Regions from separate parts of the Mus musculus genome. Here regions 1 and 2 are each linked to region 3. The links are chromatin contacts, called in public HiChIP or PLAC-seq and promoter capture Hi-C maps. All regions are on one chromosome and are shown on one strand. Each heading gives the region's core, a stretch centred on a gene start, on an enhancer-like site or on the middle of the called end of the contact. The rest is flanking DNA. Distances are from core to core; before and after follow the strand shown.

Region 1 (2,700 bases), core at 166-2,665, 240 kb after region 3:
GGCTGAGTGTGGTCAGAGGAAGGAGACACAGGCTAGACCCATCCAGGCTGGAGGCTAGGAACTGAAGCTGAGGACAAAACTGTAGGAGAGACATTCTGTGTGGGAGCCTGCGGCCAGGGGGAAGTGAGAGATACAGAGGAGGAGAAGGTTGCTGGAGAGTGGGTGGGAGCAAGCACCGGGAGCAAGGAGGGACCCACATGGCATTGCCAAGACACTGCAGAGCCTGCAGTCTTGAAGACAGAAGCCCGCTGACATCCCTCCACCCTCCCCTGCCAGCTAATCGACCAGCTGTTGTTGTTTCCGCGGCCTCATTCCTCCCCCTAGAGGCTCCTGGAAGTACAGCCATTTCCTCCTAAAGCGAATGGGGCGTAGTTTCCCAAAAGTCTCATCCCTTCAGTCTCCACTTCCAAGGTCAAATCCCTGGACACATCCGCAGTCAGGCACGTGATTCCCCTAGAAACCAGGGAGGGAAAAAAAAAACTAGTCACTGAAGGTAGAGACCGTGCCCAGTTTCGGCATGAGGGGACAAGAAGAGGATTTGCTCAACTGTCTACCCAACATAGCACTACCCTCTAGGGTACTTATCTAAAGTGTGGCCCACTGGAGGCCTTGGCACACCCCCACAAGCTATGTAACTTTGAGTCAGTTTTACCTTTTTAAGACTTAAATTCCACCCAGGTGTGGTAGTGTATCCCTTTAATCCCAGCATTCCTGAGGCAAAGGGAAGTGGATCGCTGAGTTCAAGGCCAGTCTGGTCTACAGAGCTAGTTTCAGGACAGCCAGGACTACACAGAGGAACCCTGTCTCAAAAAACAAAAACAGCAGCACTGCCAACAACAAAACCTTACGTCCTGTAAGTCTCTATCCATCTCAGGTGCTGAACTGAAATTCTTAGCTTGGCCTCATTTCCTGACCAAATCTGTCTTGTATTACAACACTGACTGGTCATCTGAGTAGAGATGGATCTGAGAGTGATTTCAGTTCTAGAAAGCATGGTGTGTGTGTGCAGTGGTTGCTGTTATTTCAAATTCAGGAAGAGTGGTTTGGCTTCTTGGAAGCTCTCTCCACTTCCCCAGACTGAGGTCTATGGGCCATCCTGGGCTTCTACCCTTTTTACCAGCCAATACTTCAGAGGCTGCAGGACCCTGGTCCTTCCTCTACCCTGTCCTGCCCACCCATCTCATGGTTGACTGCTTTGACTAGAAGGCTCACTCCAGAGAAGTGGGGTCCAGGAGTGACCTTTGGCTGAGGCCCTGTTGACCAACAAAAGGGTACCAGCAGGGTCAGAGGCTGGCCCAATACCATCTGCATTAAGATCATGACTCTAGGCAAACTGTTTACCAATGCAGTGAGGGGCCTATTTATAGCCTCAGCTGTTTCTCCAGCTTACCAAGAAGGGGGCAGGGTGGCTCCCCAGAGCAAGGTGCTAGCTGGGACAAGGAACGATTCTCTGCCTAGGTGGCACTGCCCAGACCACTGGACCCCTCATGGCAGGGGAGAGCTTTCCTTTCACATCCTCCACACTGCGTGCTCTCCGCCTGCAGAGAGAGTGGCTGGACTGGGAGGACAGGAGGAGAGCTGCTGCCCAGCAGTGCCGCAGGCACAGGGACCTCCCTTGTCCCCAGGCCCAGCTCCTTAGGCCTCGCCGCTCCTGCCGAGACCCAGCTGTCCACAATGCCCTGTTCTCTGGGGACCTACAGCAGCTCCAAATCCTGTTCCAAGATGAAGACGCTGCCAATATGATTGTGGAGACTGTGAGCAACCAGCTGGCCTGGTCAGCGGAACAGGGTAGGGAACACCACCTAGGAGGACAGAAGAGGGACAGGAGTGGGGGTTGGGAAGGGAAGAAGAATCCATACGCCACTTCTCCGTAAAGAGCCTAGAACGGACCCATAGTCACCCATATTAACTCTTTCCTAAACAGTTGAGGCCAACCACGGTTTTCCTCAAACTCATAGAGATCCACCCGCCTCTGCCTCCTTCATGTTGGGATTAAGGGTGTGAGCCACTATGCCCACCCTCCAAATTTTTTTGGTTTTTTTTTTTTTTTTTCACTATAGCCCTGGCTGTCCTGGAACTCACTTTGTAGACCAGGCTGGCTTCCAACTCAGAGATCTGCCTGCCTCTGCTTCCTAATCTGCTGGGATCAAAGGTGCATCTTACCACCACCTAGCTAAAGTTATATTCTCTCTCTCTCTCTCTCTTTTTAAAGATTTATTTATTTATTATATGTAAGTACACTGTAGCTGACTTCAGTTGCACCAGAAGAGGGCATCAGATCTCATTACCAATGGTTGTGAGCCACCATGTGGTTGCTGGGATTTGAACTCAGTACCTTCAGAAGTAGTCAGTGCTCTTAACCGGCTGAGCTATCTCGCCAGCCTTAAAGTTATATTCTCATATAACACATATACAGATTGTAAATTTTGGCTTTGGTTAATTATATGCACTATATTACTATAGCGTTATATATATGAAAATATACACACATACATATATATCCATGTTTCTCTTACAGTTTCCTGCTATAGTAGACAGTTTTTATGAAACTCATATGCAATTTTTCCTTACCATTACTGACTTTGGGGGTTAGGGAGTGGTGTTGTAGGGAGAAAAGCCAAGCCCCTCCTGCTGAGCCACCCCACCAGCCCCATCTTATTTGGGGGCTAGAGGATTGAACTCTAATTTGAATGCTAATAA
Region 2 (2,700 bases), core at 62-2,561, 220 kb after region 3:
TAGAGTTGAGAGCCTATGACCCAGCTATCGAGACTTCAGCATCTACAGTTTAACTGCTATACCATTTTGCTTCCTAGAATTCCAGGGGACTGAGGGTTTTTTTTTTGTTTTGTTTTTTGTTTTTTTTTTGGTTTTTTTTTTTTTTTTTTTGACAGGGTTTCTCTGTGTACCCCTGGCTCTCCTGGAACTAACTCTGTAGACCAGGCTGGCCTTGAACTCAGAAATCCGCCTCCTTCTGTGCTGGGATTAAAGGCGTGGGCCACCACCACCTGTCTGGGACTGAGTTCTTGACTAGAGGCTTCAGGAAGACAACCCCCCTATAATTATGTGCAAAGCATCATGTGTTTGTACACATGTGCCTTGTTCTGAGGAAGAATCCACCAATTTAGTCATATTTCTATGGCTCAGACGGCTACTGTGCTCTGAGGAAAAGACACACCCTGTCTTTCCCGGATCTCTTCATTCAGTCTTACTTGCCTTATATGCTTGAGCCAGGCCTTACCTTCCAGTCCCTGCATGGCCTCCAAAGTAATTTTGTTTATGTTTTTGTTTGTTCGTTTTTTCTGCAGTGTATGTATGTATGGTAGCTGGGACCAGAGTCTTGAAGACGCTTAGTACAATGTTGACCATTGGAATGCACTCCCAGCTTTCAGGCCTATTTTTCTAACATGCAAAGAAGGCACACATTTTTCTGTCGTAGAAACTCTTTAGGGCTGGGCGTATTATTAGCTTAGTGTTGAACATTTGCTTAGCACGTGCAAGGCCCAAAATCGTTCAATCCCTCCTCATTCACCAGAGGATGATGGCGCATGAGGCTCTCTACCTTTTCCTGTCTCTACCAATCAGCTTGGCCTACAAAGTGTGAACCCCCCCCCCCCCCCCGCCGCCCTCCCCGGTTCCATCCCTAGCACCACATAAAACCAGCCACCCCAGCGTTTGGGAGGTAGAGGAAGAACAATATGGAGTTAAGGTTATTTTCGGCTACAAAGTGAGTTAGAGGGCAGCCTGGGCTACACGATCGGCTGCGTTCTGGTGAGGATGAAGTCACTCTCAAATCACCAGTGTGCTCAACAAAAAAAAAAAAAAAAAAAAAAAAAAAAGAAGGGAGAATAAAGTGTATAAGATTTCTCCAAGCTCCCTTTCAACCAGAACGTGGCAGCCGGCTGGACTAGAGGGACCGCTTGGGGGCGACCGAGAGACCTTTGATTTTCCCTTTAAGGCTGCGGCGGAAGGCCCGAGGAAGAAGGACTTTGTGTCGGCAGGATAAAAATTGGTGCCTTCCCTTTAAGGGGGCGGAGCTATTGTTTTGGCGGCGGCTTTGAAAGCCGCTCTGGGTGCACGTTCTTAGGCGCCCCTCTCTCAGTTTCCGCTGCGGTCTTAAAGACGCTTCTCTTGGACCTTGCTCTGGGAATGCGACCGGACATAGTTCCCTACTCTACGTCTGGGTCGAGTTGGAGGTGAACCCTTGAGTCTGACACGGCCGGGCCGACCCGCCGGCCCGAGCCCACGGCCTGTCGTTATGGTAATGCCGCGTCTAAGCCGCCCGGGCTCTGGGGAGGAGGCGTTCCAGCCCCGGGGAAGCCGGACTCCGGGTTGGGCTCCGGGCTCGCTAGTCTGCTAGGACGGGATCTGCCTGGTAGAGACTGAGTGTAGTCTGCAGACCTGGGGGCTAGGTAGGAAGGGCGCGCAACGCGCAGGAGACCTTGTGAAAGGTACCTCCCCCGGACATACAGACCTACAGACAGACAGAAAAATAGTCATCAATCCCTGCGAGCCCAAACGTCACTGGCTTTTGGAATCTTTGCCCCCAACCTCGTGATCTTGGGGTGACTAACATTCAACTCTCCTCTCCCTCCTTCCCTTCCTCTCCTCCTCCGCCTCCTCCTCTGTTTTTATTTTTTTGGGAGGAGGGTGGGTCCTTGAAACAGGCTTTCTGCCCCTGGCTATCCTGTAACTCAGTATGTAGATTAGGCTGGCCTCGAACTCAAAGTTCTGCCTTAGGCGTTCTGGGAATTAAAGGCAGCAGCTACCATGCCACACGCCCTCAATCCCCCACCAAAAACCCAGGCTGTGGGTGTGACACTCGTCTGAGTCTGCTGTCCAGGAAGAAGAACCGTAGACTGGGGCAGTCCACACTCTTGGCAACTTTGCCTTTGGCTTTGGTCCTCTGTAGAAAGAAATCACTGGCTTGATCCTCAGAAACAAGGGTTTCAGGCAGGGTCCTTTCTTGTGTTGGACCAACCTTTGAGATTCTGTTGCAGAATACTCAGGCCTGTTTCCAGAGGTGGTGTAGGCAAGTAATCCCATCCTTTGGGAAAGGAAAGGGTCAGGAGTTCAAGGTCAGGGGCTGGGGAAGTGGCTGAGCAGGTAAAAGGTGGTTGTCTCTGATGCCTCAGTTACATCCCTAGGACCCATAGGGTGGAAGAAGCCGACTCCCTCAAGTTCTTTTCACCTTCACACCCATGCAGTAGTGTACCCCACCCCCACTAAATCAATCATTTTTTTTATATAAGATTTGAAAATTACCTTTATCAACATAATAATGACTTGAGGCCAACTTGGGCTACTTGAGACCCTTATGCTGACCCTGCCTTTGTCTCCCTTAGCAGTCGCCTCTCTTTTACTATCTCCCCTTTCTAGGAGTAGTTCAGATAAACTGTGTGTGTGCATTATATGTATATATGTGTATATATATATATT
Region 3 (2,700 bases), core at 4-2,503:
GAAGCTGCAGCCCAGGTTAAGGACACTCACCCGAGTCTTCAGACAGTACTGGCATGCCTGTGCCCAGCAGGTCCCCAGCTGTCCCTACAGTTTGTGTGGGTGGGAGAGGAATCTCTCAGTAATGAACACACATCACCAGGATCTGCTTATGACCTCTGTGAGGACAGAAGAAATAAGATGGGGGGTGGGGGGGAGAAACAGTCACTTTTTGGGGAGGAGGTTGGGCAGGGAGCAAGACTTCTTGGGCGCCCCCAATACACTAAAGATGCTGCTCTTTTCTGACTATGCAGAAAGCCTTAAAGGATGAACACCAATGCACCCATTTTACTGATTAGGAAACAGAGACTGGGCATCCCTAAATAACTTTTGAACCAGAATAGGTACTCAGATCACTTCTTCCAGACTGACCTTGGCCTAAAGTCCCCCTGCTTGTGCGGTATGCTCTCGACCACAAGCTCTGTCCTCTCTATTGCTGGTACCTTCCAAGAGTGCTTGCTCAAGTCTCAATATCCCTTCAACAAGTACCTGGTTAAGGCCTGCAAGAGCTCCCACCGCCGACCCCACCTCCAGCCCCCAACCCAAAGAGAGCCTCCAGTCTGAAGACAGAAGAAGTGAGAGCGGAGTTTCTGTTCTACCGGAAGCAGGTACCCTATCTCAAGAGCTCCCCTCCCCAGGTGCTCTGTAGCACGTGGACCTCAAAAAAGTCCTCCTTCAGAGAGGGACAAGGACTCATGATTCATTCATTCGACAGACATGGAGCCAGCCCGCTGCGTGGAGCACCAGTCACATCGAAGGCAGAAGAATGGTACCCGACCCCCGCCCCCACGCCGGGCTCACCCCTCGGCGGCTTCCAGCTGCGGCCCCCGACTGCCCCCGACTTCCCCACACAAACACACACTCCCGGCTCCAGCCGGTTTCCCAGAGGAGCTGGGGGGGGGGGAGCAAACCCCCGAGGTGGGGGGAGATGGGATGCAGAGCGGCGGGAATGAGCGGGGCGCACGGGATGCGCGGACGCCGAGCAGTGAAGGGGACCGCGGGCTGGGAACGGAGCCCCGCCGGGGAGGGTGGGCCGCAAGGCAGTGGTGCACCCGAGGGGCGGGTCTCCGCTCCCCCTCCCCTCCCCGCCGCGCACCAGGTCCCTTGTGTGCCACGCGCTGCTTCTTACCTCGTCGCGCCAGGATCTGGGATCGGTGACCCGGAGCCGCGCGGGAGCCACCAGCCTCCGCTGCTACTGGCTCCGCCTCCGCCGGCCCCTCCCTGTCGCGGCGCGCGGGGTCGGGGCAGCGCGCACGGGCGGGGGCGCAGCGCGGGCCCGGAGGGGTGGAGCGCGGCCCCGCAGGCCCCCCTCGCAGGCCCCGCCCAGCGCCCCCGGCTCCCGGTGGACACCTGCTCCGCCGAGAATCCGATTTTGCAAACATTGATTGAGAGCCCCGCAAGTGCCAGGCACTGTGCCAGGGGCTGGAGCTTCAAAGCCAAACGAGGAAGAGAGGCTGTGCTGGGTCATTAGCAAGCCGAGCAGGGGGCGGGGGGCGGGGGAGGGGGGCGGGAGAGGGGTGTGCAGCGGGCAGCAGCCCGGCCAACCCGTGGCAACAATGCTACGTGCTGCGAAAGATTTATCGGTGCACGCTGCCCTGGGGACGGGGAGGCGCGAGGGAGGAGAAGTACGCCTGGGAAGAAGGCAGCTGGATGCTGCCTGCCTGGGTGGGAGGAGGTAGGGCTGAATAAGAGAAAAAAAAGAAAAAAGAAAGAAAGAAAGAAAAAAAAAAGAAAAGAAAAAAGACTCTAGTGTCCCAGGCTTTACTGGGGCGGGGGCTGGGGGAGGAGGTGCGGTGGCTCCGAAATAGCTGGTTTCTATTGTGCTCCCTCTATCCCCATATACTCCTAGGATTACCGATTATTAGCCTCAGATAGAGAGCCAAAATTATTTCCTCGCTTCAGTTAAAGAAACTGATGTGTATGCAGGAAGCAGTAGAAAGGTACCACTGTGTGAGTGAGCAGTGGTGTGGTGTAGGGGTCTTAGAGGATGAGACGTGGTCTGGTGGGTGTGTCCCCTCCCTTCAAATAACAGCATCAAAGAACAGCGCATTCTAAGCCGGTTAGGAGGCACATGTCCCAGAGAGGTAGGCAGTCGACAGTCTTTGCAGCTTGCAGTGAACAGGCAGGCTGTAAGAGGGCAGCAAATGTCACCAAGAAATTTCCCTTCGTCCCTCAAGCTGCTCCAAATTGTGTCTATGAGTCACCTGAGGCTTGTGGGGCAAGTAGTATCAGTCTACATTTATGACAGGCCCCAGTGACGTGATATGGGTAGACAGACAGCAGGCCCCATTTAGAGCAGAGAAAAACTAAGAAATGGTCTTGGTTAGGTTTTCTACTGCTGCGTTGAAACACCATGACCAAAAGGCAAGTTGGGGAGGGAAGGGTTTACCTGGTTTACACTTCCATCACAGGAGGAAGTCAGGACAGGAACTCAAGCAGGGATAGAACCTGGAGGCAGGAGATGATGCAGAGGCCATGGAGGGGTGCTGCTTATTGGCTTGTTTCCCGTGGCTTTCTCAGTCTGCTTTCTTGTAGAACCCAGGACCACCAGGCCAAGGATGCCACCACACACAACGGTCAGGGCCCTCCCCACTTGATCACTAACTGAGATCCTTACAGCAAGATCTCATGGAGGCATTTCCTCAGCGGAGGCTCCTTTCTCTC

The links. Promoter capture Hi-C pulls out the DNA fragments that hold promoters and counts their contacts. HiChIP or PLAC-seq counts read pairs in DNA pulled down with a chosen protein or histone mark.
Region 1: a contact with region 3 is called in a promoter capture Hi-C map of embryonic stem cells, with 4 times the contacts expected there. The contact joins the promoter of Asb16 here to the promoter of Mpp3 in region 3. A contact is called at or near these places in 5 of 39 promoter capture datasets (the C10 cell line, cranial neural crest, embryonic stem cells and 2 more), 1 of 484 Hi-C or Micro-C datasets (the HPC-7 cell line) and 1 of 9 other capture datasets (adipose tissue).
Region 2: an HNF4G HiChIP or PLAC-seq map of pancreatic cancer cells shows a contact between it and region 3. The contact joins the promoter of Hrob here to the promoter of Mpp3 in region 3. A contact is called at or near these places in 1 of 484 Hi-C or Micro-C datasets (liver), 1 of 115 datasets of contacts at active chromatin or transcription factors (pancreatic cancer cells) and 1 of 9 other capture datasets (pancreatic islet).

Annotation. Positions count from the first base shown.
Region 1 is chr11:102,267,336-102,270,035 of GRCm38.p6, forward strand. Asb16 (ankyrin repeat and SOCS box-containing 16) reads left to right here and starts at 1,416. Exons shown (of 5, transcript NM_148953.3): 1 at 1,416-1,788. The coding sequence starts at 1,488.
Region 2 is chr11:102,247,571-102,250,270 of GRCm38.p6, forward strand. It overlaps Hrob (homologous recombination factor with OB-fold), which reads left to right and starts at 1,312. Exons shown (of 10, transcript NM_153544.3): 1 at 1,312-1,522. The coding sequence starts at 1,520.
Region 3 is chr11:102,025,702-102,028,401 of GRCm38.p6, forward strand. It overlaps Mpp3 (membrane protein, palmitoylated 3 (MAGUK p55 subfamily member 3)), which reads right to left and starts at 1,254. Exons shown (of 19, transcript NM_007863.2): 1 at 1,166-1,254; 2 at 31-155. The coding sequence starts at 55.